Linked DNA regions of Mus musculus: region 1 is linked to region 2. Evidence: chromatin contacts called from public Hi-C data. All regions are on one chromosome and are shown on one strand. Each heading gives the region's core, a stretch centred on a gene start, on an enhancer-like site or on the middle of the called end of the contact. The rest is flanking DNA. Distances are from core to core; before and after follow the strand shown. Region 1 has its middle 70 kb from the start of Gm51759. Region 2 has its middle 31 kb from the start of Gm51759.

The links. Hi-C and Micro-C count contacts between places; a contact is called where the count stands out from the background.
Region 1: a contact with region 2 is called in a Hi-C map of uterus, with 3 times the contacts expected there. The contact joins two enhancer-like sites. A contact is called at or near these places in 1 of 15 datasets of contacts at CTCF or cohesin (the NIH/3T3 cell line), 10 of 484 Hi-C or Micro-C datasets (brain, cerebellar granule neurons, cerebellum and 7 more), 2 of 115 datasets of contacts at active chromatin or transcription factors (embryonic fibroblasts and embryonic stem cells) and 1 of 9 other capture datasets (adipose tissue).

What each region holds. Positions count from the first base shown.
Region 1 is chr10:14,195,201-14,199,655 of GRCm38.p6, reverse strand. No RefSeq gene overlaps it. Among named protein-coding and RNA genes, the nearest start is that of Gm51759, 70 kb to the right of the region's middle. Within about 2 kb of position 2,700, at least 47 of the 459 cell types and tissues checked have an H3K27ac peak or open chromatin away from gene starts, as enhancers often do. A contact at or near this core is called in uterus, where this site is marked.
Region 2 is chr10:14,156,021-14,160,705 of GRCm38.p6, reverse strand. No RefSeq gene overlaps it. Among named protein-coding and RNA genes, the nearest start is that of Gm51759, 31 kb to the right of the region's middle. Within about 2 kb of position 2,560, at least 8 of the 459 cell types and tissues checked have an H3K27ac peak or open chromatin away from gene starts, as enhancers often do. A contact at or near this core is called in uterus, where this site is marked.

The DNA.
Region 1 (4,455 bases), core at 1,451-3,950, 39 kb before region 2:
CTCCAAAACAGAATTGAAATGATTTCAAAGAATGACAGAAAAACATTTCTTTTGGCAAGGGATGACAGGAAGCCAGAAGGGATGGAGAAGAAATGCAGTGGCGAGCGTAAGCAGTGAGAGCCCTTCTCCATATGCGCGGCCATCAAAAGAGTCTTGCAATCCCGTATGTCGTGTTTGCAGGACACAACTCTGTCTGTTTTGCTTTTTGATGACTCTTTCTAACTCAGCCCCTCCCTCCTGTCCTTGCTGCATCCCTCTCCACTCCTGTGATATTGAAAACTGCTTCTTATAAGGGAAAAAATGCAAGGGACCAATGTACAAGTGAGAAGGCCCAGGGGTAGGTACCATGTGCTGCCAGTCCCACAGGAATGTGGGTCACCATGACAGTGATTGGCACAAAGTACAGATTAGGTTTCTTTTGCCTAAAATTTGAAAGAAATAATTTCTTTGGGCTTCTTTTTGTAACAAATGTTGTGTGAACTATTTTATGGCGTGGTTCCATGGACCTAAAATGAGAGTGCCTGTCGTGCACACCAGCAGTGTTTCCCATTTCCACTGGCCTCCCACCAGAAATATATTCAACATCTATGGCTTTATTAATAGTATTATTACTAATTACCATGTGGGGTGTTCTTCCTGCATATATGTCTGTGTACAGCATATATACCTGGTACACACAGAGGTCAGAAGAGGCGTTTAGATTCCCTGGAACTGGAGTTACAGATGGTTGTGACTCACCAAGTAGATGCTGGGAATTGACCCTGGGTCCTCTGGCAAAGCAGTCAATACTCTTGACGTTGTTGATCCATCTCTCCACTCACTCCAGCATCTCTGGCTTTATTGTCATCAGACAGTATTAAAACCATTCATCCAGTGGGCTTCTCCTCTGCCATTCTTGCTTCAGTTCAGGGTGTAATCCATTGACACTGAACACACAAAGTAGGGGTCTGATAAGTTATTTTATGCTCTCTCTATATACAGACCCCACCATGCCCTTTACATCTGGGAGAACACTGGTGCTATTTGGCTCCTCCCTCAGTGCTGAGAAATGTTAAAGTTTTTATGAAAGGAAGACACTCCTTCCCAGTGAGCCAAGAACACAGTTTAGCTCTCTCACTTCTTTAGCAGTTTAAACTCAGTTTTCATTAGGCAAATTGTTCGCTGCTGTTAATAAGAACTGTGCCCGCTTTTTCCAGAGTGGTCATATATGAAACTGAAAAGCTTCCAGTGTCTAATCCAGATCTCATGTATGGCCAAGAAGAAAGGAAAGACCATTCCAACCCAGGCAGTGACACAGGGAAATAAGGTTTAGAGAGCTCTAAAGAGGAGTGCACTGACTAGTTCTGTGTCAACCTGACACAGCTGGAGTTATCACAGAGAAAGGAGCTTCAGTTGAGGAAATGCCTCCATGAGATCCAACTGTAAGGCATTTTCTCAATTAGTGATCAAGGGGGAAAGGCCCCTTGTGGGTAGGACCATCTCTGGGCTGGTAGTCTTGGGTTTTATAAGAGAGCAAGCTGAGCAAGCCAGGAGAAGAAGCCAGTAAAGAGCATCCCTCCATGGCTTCTGCATCAGCTCCTGCTTTCTGACCTGCTTGAGTTCCAGTCCTGACTTCCTTGGTGATGAACAGCAGTATGGAAGTGTAAGCAGAATAAATACTTTCCTCCCCCAAGTGCTTCTTGGTTATGATGTTTGTGCAGGAATAGAAACCCTGACTAAGACAAGGAGGACAGGAGCAAGGGAGATAGCTCAGTTGGGAAAGTGCTCACCTCGAAAACATGCAGATAGGACTTCTGTCCCCAGACCAATGTGAAAAGAACAGCATGATATATACTTGTGGTCACAGTACTGATGACAAGGCTCAGTAGGACAAGAAGCTGAGGCTCAGTAGACAGCCAGATTTAACTATTGTGCGTTCCAGTCCAGTGTTGGCCTACCACAAAATCAAGATGAGCTGCCCAGAAATAACACTAGAGGATGACCTCTGAATACAGAGGTGCGGCAGAGGAAGAGGGTGAGAGAGTGAGAAGGACAGAGAGACAGATAGACTGACTCAAAAAACGGGGCTATATGGAAGAGACAGAGAAAATGACCTGGGTTAGATGAACAGTTTGTAGAGCACCCTGAGTCTAAGTGTGGATTATGATACTGGTGTCATAAGCCACTGGAAGTTGGGCAGTCAATCCTATAGAGGGCGACAATTCAGTGAGGGATGCAGTCCTGATTACAGCAACAGAACTCTATCATAAAAAGTAATGTCTTTTGAAAGTCCCTTTGCAAGCAAGTACCGGAAATCCAGTCAAATAAGCCCAGTCGACGAATAGGAAATTATTGGAAAGAATATTGAGTCACCTTCAGAACCCAGCAGCATGAAGGATACCCAAATCTATGCAGATTCTATTTTACTTTATTTTTCTTTTTTTACTCCATATCCTGGCTTGTCTTGATTCTCTTAGCAAATGTCCTCTGTACCTCCAAACTCCATGCCTGACCCAGATACTAATGTCTACTCAACTTTCTTAAACCTAGTTATAAATTCCTAAGAGGAAGATAGTGCTCACCCGATGAGGGCCAAGGGCCCCTGATACAATCCATGGCCGTGGTGGTTGGGTGATGGCTGCTTACTTGGGGTTCCGTTTGTGGAGAAAGGAGTGGTTCTTGGAGGAATGTGGTATCATAGATTTGGCAGGAGCGCCAGAAGTTGGTTACATAAACCTACCAGAAGTCTGCTGGTATATTTTAATCCTGAAATCCTCCCAAGGTCAGTATAATGAGGAGATGTAAATAAATAGTATGGTTCTGAATAAGAGGACCAGTTTAAGAGACGCTAGAGCAGCGGTTCTCAGCCTGTGTGGGTCGTCATCTCTTTGAGGGTCAAATGACTGTTTCAAGGGACCATCAGAAAACACAAATATTTACCTTATCATCAATAACATAGCAAATTTACGGTTATAATGTAGCAACAAAAATAGTTTTATGGCTGAGGGTAACCACACAGGAGGGACTATTGAGAAACACTGCTCTAGAGTGTCAGCCATGGGGATGGTACCTGAGGAGATCACAACTGATGTGAAAGATCTCCCAGGACAGCCTGCACTGGGTAATGTCTGAGGAATCCAGCGATCCTTTGCGGGAGTGGCTGTTCGCAGCTTCCATAAATGCCGCACGAATGCAAGCGTGGGCTGCTTTCTTCAGAGAGAAGCTGGGCGTGGAGCTTAGGAGCAGCTAAGCAAGACCTGACAGTTCCAGAACCGCGGAAGGAAATGTCTGTGCTCAAGACATTCCCAGTATTATGAATCAATCCACCAAGTATTTACCAACCGGCCTGCTTTATGCTTGGTGATATTTTGATATTGTGTTTAGTCAGGGGTCTGAGACAAAAGGGCCACCCTGGACTATTGTAGAAAGCCCCCTTGGGTTGTACATGGAGGGGAACGCCAGGATACTTTCCCAGCCTCCTCCAGCAGCTGCCCTTCTAAAACCCAGAGAAGCGCGCAGTCCCTCCCCCACCATCCTGCCTGCCTGCCAGAGTTTCCAGATTTGTTCTGCTTTGCAGTTGCGTCAAAGCCACGCTAGATCCCAATCCTCACAGAAGGCATAAATTAACATTTTATTATGTGTACTTGTTAGGGTCTCTTAAAGTAGACATGCAAATTTGAGGCTCCAGTAATAAATTAGGGCATACCCAGATTAACCGAAAATAAACTGGGTTGCCCTGGCCAAGGCCTTGGAAAGCAGGGCCCTGCCAAGCAGCCAGAGGACAGAGACTCCCCTCAACTCCTGTTCCCCAGTTGTTGACCCTGGCCTCTGGTCATTTCCTTCTCTGTATGGTACCCTGGTCCTCTCTGTGCAGACGCTAGTGGCTTTCATGAGTCCTGATGGGTTTTCTTTTTAGAACAAGGGACAGTTTCCAGTAAGCCTGTTACAGGTCCCTGGCAAGCAATAGAGAGAAAGAGCAAAAGAAAAGTTTTGAGTTTCCATCACACATGGACCAGCTATTCTGAGGCTATACTTTGATTGGTTATTCCTGTAGTGGGACTTGAATTTTGCAGCTTATAGCCTGGAAAACCTTCAGATCAGAAACTTTGAGGCTCCATTGAGCTTGGTGTGTTTTGATGTAGCAGTGGTGAGAAAGTAAGCAGATATAAAAGTAAGGGGCACCTGATGTGCCACCCACAGCCCTACCAGCATCTGTTCTATTATGGTGTTCTGCATTTTGTGGTTGTCATTGCTGTTCTTTGTTTGGTTGGTTGGTTGGTTTTTCATATTTACTAGAGAAAAGAGGAAAAGGCTGTGTGTGTGCGTGTGCATGTGCGTGTGTGTGTAACTATCTAGGGGACATGTATAGACAAGTCCATACAAATAAAGACACTGCAGTTTGGAATTGGAAAACTTCCCCAACGTTCATGGGGTAAAGGTGTAGGAATAGCGGGATGCAGAGTGGTTAGAAGGAAA
Region 2 (4,685 bases), core at 1,311-3,810:
AATATTCTGCATATCAGATATTTATATTACAATTAATAACAGTAACAAAATTACAGTTATAGAGTGACAATGAAATAATCTTATAGTTGGATGTCACTACAACATGAGGAACGATATTAAAGAGCCCCACCATTAGGTTAAGAGGCACTGTTCTAGACAAAGACATCAAGTTTGATTATTGATGGCTGTCAGAGAGATGGAAATTGGCTGAGACCACCCCCCCCCTTAACAGTATATTTAATTCAAATGTTTCAGTACTTCCATATGTTGAGGAAAGGAACACCCAGTAAATTAGTCTCACTTTGTGCATATGCAGGTCTGCAGGTGAGAAGGAGGTGAGGATCTGTCACCACTCAAAGAGACATATCTTCCTTTGCTTTGGCTTGTGAAGCTCAGCATATCTCTTGCATTCACAAAACAATAACAGAGATAATGGATTGTTATTTGAATGTCTACAGTGTTCAGAGAGGATACGGAGCACCTTCCCTTCCTCTTAGCCCATGCATTATGTGAATTTTCAGTGTGTATGAGTTGTTCAGCATCCGATCACAGGCTCCATGCAGTTCTTACTGAGTTCTTCCTTTGAAAATGTGGACCACTAGCTTCATTTGAAAGCAGAGCCTCCTGCTACTACCTTGGTGCTCCCAGCCCTAGGACACTACTCAGTTCTGCTTAGCTTGTTTTTTTCCATAACAATTTGCCTCTTAAAAAATTATTATTAGTGTATTTACCATAATTTATAGAGCAATGTATACCTGATATAATGAGAAGAAAAAGACAAGACTGTAACAGATAAAAAGACTTCAGGAAAGTACATCTAATTGGCATCTTATTGCATTAATCAATAGCTGTATTTTTTGTAAACCGTGGCTATGACAGTCCTGAGTAAGAAGGGTTTTCTGTTTAAGTTGTAGTAACTTTTTGGATTATGGATCATAATTTTTTTTCTGTGACAGATTTTAATAATTTTTTAACAAAATGTATTTGGGACGATTGTCTCAAAGTAACATGTAGTTTTCCTGACTTTCTTCTTCTTCCTCTTCTTCTTCTTCTTCTTCCTCCTCTTCTTCTTCTTCTTCTTCTTCTTCTTCTTCTTCTTCTTCTTCTTCTTCTTCTTCTTCTTCTTCTTCTTCTTCTTCTTCTTCTTCTTCTCCTCCTTCTCCTTCTCCTTCTCCTTCTCCTTCTCCTTCTCCTTCTCCTTCTCCTTCTCCTTCTCCTTCTCCTTCTCCTTCTCCTTCTCCTTCTCCTTCTCCTTCTCCTTCTCCTTCTCCTCCTCCTCCTCCTCCTCCTCCTCCTCCTCCTCCTCCTCCTCCTCCTCCTTCTCCTCCTCTTGCTCCTCCTCCTTCTTTTGAGAGGAAAGAGTTTATTTCATCTTATGGTCTAGACCATTCTTATGCTTCCAGTTATCATCCCTGGGCAGATATCAAGTTAAAAGCATAACAGAACATAATGTAAATGTTGGGAAAAGAATTATTCGCTGAAGCAGGTTAGGTGAGCATAAGAATAGACTCCAAAGCAAAGCTTTTCCTGAACGAAGAAAGAATGAGGATTTCATTCAGGGACTTACACGTATTCCTAATGGACAACACTCCAAGAATGAGCATACTCCTAAGCATGCACAGTGTAAAGTCAAAACCTGGGAAATAAATATTGGTGTTTGTCAGCTCAAGATCATGAAGCACATTTTCAAAGGTAGGAGAGTGGGGTGGGGAATGCAGTGGGCAGGCTCAAGTTTCATCAGGAAGTTTTAGCTAAAATTAAAAGAAAACGTTTAAGGTAGATTGATATTTAAAAAAAAAATAGCCAAAGGTGTGTTCTCCAGTTATCAACAAATGGCAGATGGCCACAAAGATAAGAACCAGAGAGATGCCCCTTGAAAAGCTACTAGGTAGCCAACATAAGCAAAGAAATAATATCCAGTAGAATCAAGGGCAATGGCCTTATGTGCTATTCCAAAGAACATAGGCCTCCGAGAGAGCAATGTTTCACACCTTATGAATATTCTCAAGAGCTTCTTGGACTCTACTGGCCACTTTATCATGTACATCTCTAGAACTGTAGGCCCAAACATCCGGAAGCAGGCCACATTTGAGGGGAAAGAGATCAAAAGGAAAGCTTTGGAAGGCAAAGCTGTGACCTTATCCTATGGTCTTCAATATCTCTCTCCTGGAGAGATTTCTGCCAGTTGATTTAAAACAACCAGGGAAATAACCAGGGGTGAGTTTGTGAAGTTATGCTGAAAAAGAAAGGATGCCAGTTGGCTTCGTGTGAATGTCCAGACCCAAAATGTCAGATGTCTCAGAGTGGGGGGAGGAAGGGCTCGAGGGAGCATTCTTGGTGTAAATTTGGAAATCAATAAATTAGCATTCCGGAATGACGTTCCTGCTCATTCTTGCCATCCTTCCCCTCGCCGCGGCATTGTTTATATTGGTGTTTATGGTAACTGGTCGGCTTCAGAATAGTTGTTTTAATTTTGAGGCCTCGCTCATGGTTAAGGAATGTAAAAAGGAGGTTTCTGTGGCAATGATTTCATTTTAAAATTAAGGTGCAGCTGGTTAATCTCCCCTCCCCATCTCCAGCCTGGGGAGATGATTAACACAGAGTCCTAGGCTGGCGAAGGATAAAACTGCTAGTAAGCTTTCATGATGGAATTTCCCTTCCAATTTTTACTTTTGTTTGGTTACTGTTATTGTCCAAAAGGTAAGACAGAGATGTTATTTTTATAGATGAAATCTATTTAGACTGGCCCCAAATCTTGAGAGGGAAACAAATGACTATGCACGTTTCCTTTGCTTGGTGACTACTTTGTTGTTAGTAGCTTCTGCTGTCCTGTAGAGACTCTTGAGAGAACGGGAAAAGTCATCTCAACAGTGGAAGGTGAGCTAATGGCTGGTTAGCCTAAAAAGCAAAATAAATATAAAAATTGATACATAACACTTAAAGCCTTTTAACTTCAACATATAATTACCATCTCGCTCCACACACATATCTGTACTAGCTTTCCCTTCTGGTGGAGTCTGTGACTGGAGACTCAGCCAGGCAGTCAGGGAGCTGAAGTCCAGCTGTCCAAACCCCTAAGTTCCAGCCATACTCTATTTAAAGTGGTGTGCAGACAGTCAGAAACTTTGCTGGGCAGAATCAGTTTCACTTTGACTTTTATTCATATATTCTATATGTATAACAGATAATTCAATGGCAATTTTCTAACTAGCTCTTCTTATTATGTCTTTCCAATAAATTAATTTAATAGGTATAGGTATAAACTTTATTTTTGCATTCATATTCCTTATATTGATATTGGATTTATAACTAAAATTATACATGCAACTTGCATAAATTTGCACAGGAATCAAGTGCAACTGTACGTACCAGGCATAGCTGATTTAAAGAGATAGGAAGAATTCACAGTTAAAGAACCTCTCATCTCAAGCTTAACTTCCAGATAAAATTTGTCTTATTATGCCCCACAGCCGGCATGTTCTGTTCTCTTGTTATGTGATCATTCTAGGGGCTTCCCTGGGCTGCTTGGCTTGTTTATGTACTGCCACGCCTGGCAACTATCTTCCCATCCTTAGAAACCTTGCTCCTCCCTGGCACCTTGCCTCATACCCATGAGCACTTTACAACAAGATTCCCTTACGAAAGCCTGTGATGCCATCCTTGCCGTCTCTTGTCCCCATCCCATACTGTCTACTTACCCTTTAAGTGGAACACATGATAGAGTCAGTAAGCATGTTTGAATGGAGGGGTGAATTAATAAATGAGGAACCTCCTTTGTTCCTTGCTTGCGGGTACAAATCAACATCAAAGAAACATGTTACAGAATGGATGGTTCTAGAGTCAGACCAAGCTGGATTTGAACCTCAGCCTGTCATACTATACAACTTGTGTTTCTTTTCTTTCAGTGCTTTTCTGGTCAGGGAAATGCTAACTTTGATACCCGCTTGATGAGAACTAACAGAAGTAAATACCATCTGTCACACCTAAAACAATAGATATCCACATAGGAACATCCAGGTGTGCACCCTGCAAGACTCAGAGGCATAGCTATCTAAATCCTTCTTGGAGTTCAGTCTCAGCTCTTTCCCCTTAGGCCTATAGAAAGACATGCACATTTATACTGGGGCAGACTGAGAGGGCCCACATTAGTCTGGAGAATATGATATAGTTCCCATTTTAACAGCAGAAAGTCTTATCTCTTTGTAAGAGTATATATACTTCAGCTATTAGCGTGACTTCCAATGTCCAAAACTCAACTGAGTGTGGAGCCATCAACATGATGCAAATCCCTACCTGGACACTTAGTGCCGGGTACTGGGTGCATGTTCTATGATAGACGCTTGGTGTGTTGTAGTGCACCATTATTTCCTCAGCACCAGGAAGAGAGGTGACAGGTGTCAAGTGCTCAGCTTTTGCCAAGTGAATGAATACACCTAGAGACATGTGTCACACCATTATGTAGCTTCCACAGATAGCTGTCCAATTCAGGAGCCACTAGCCCCAGGTGGCTGCCAAAGTTTAAGCTAAATATAATTGGAAACAAATTAAGATTTTAATTTCTTACTTCTACACACCGTGCTTCAAGTGCTTAATAGCCACGTGTAGCTTAAGGGTGTTCCGTGTGTGTGCAAACATGGACTGAGCTCATCACTGTTGAAGGCTTTATTGGTCCCTCGAGCTTGAAA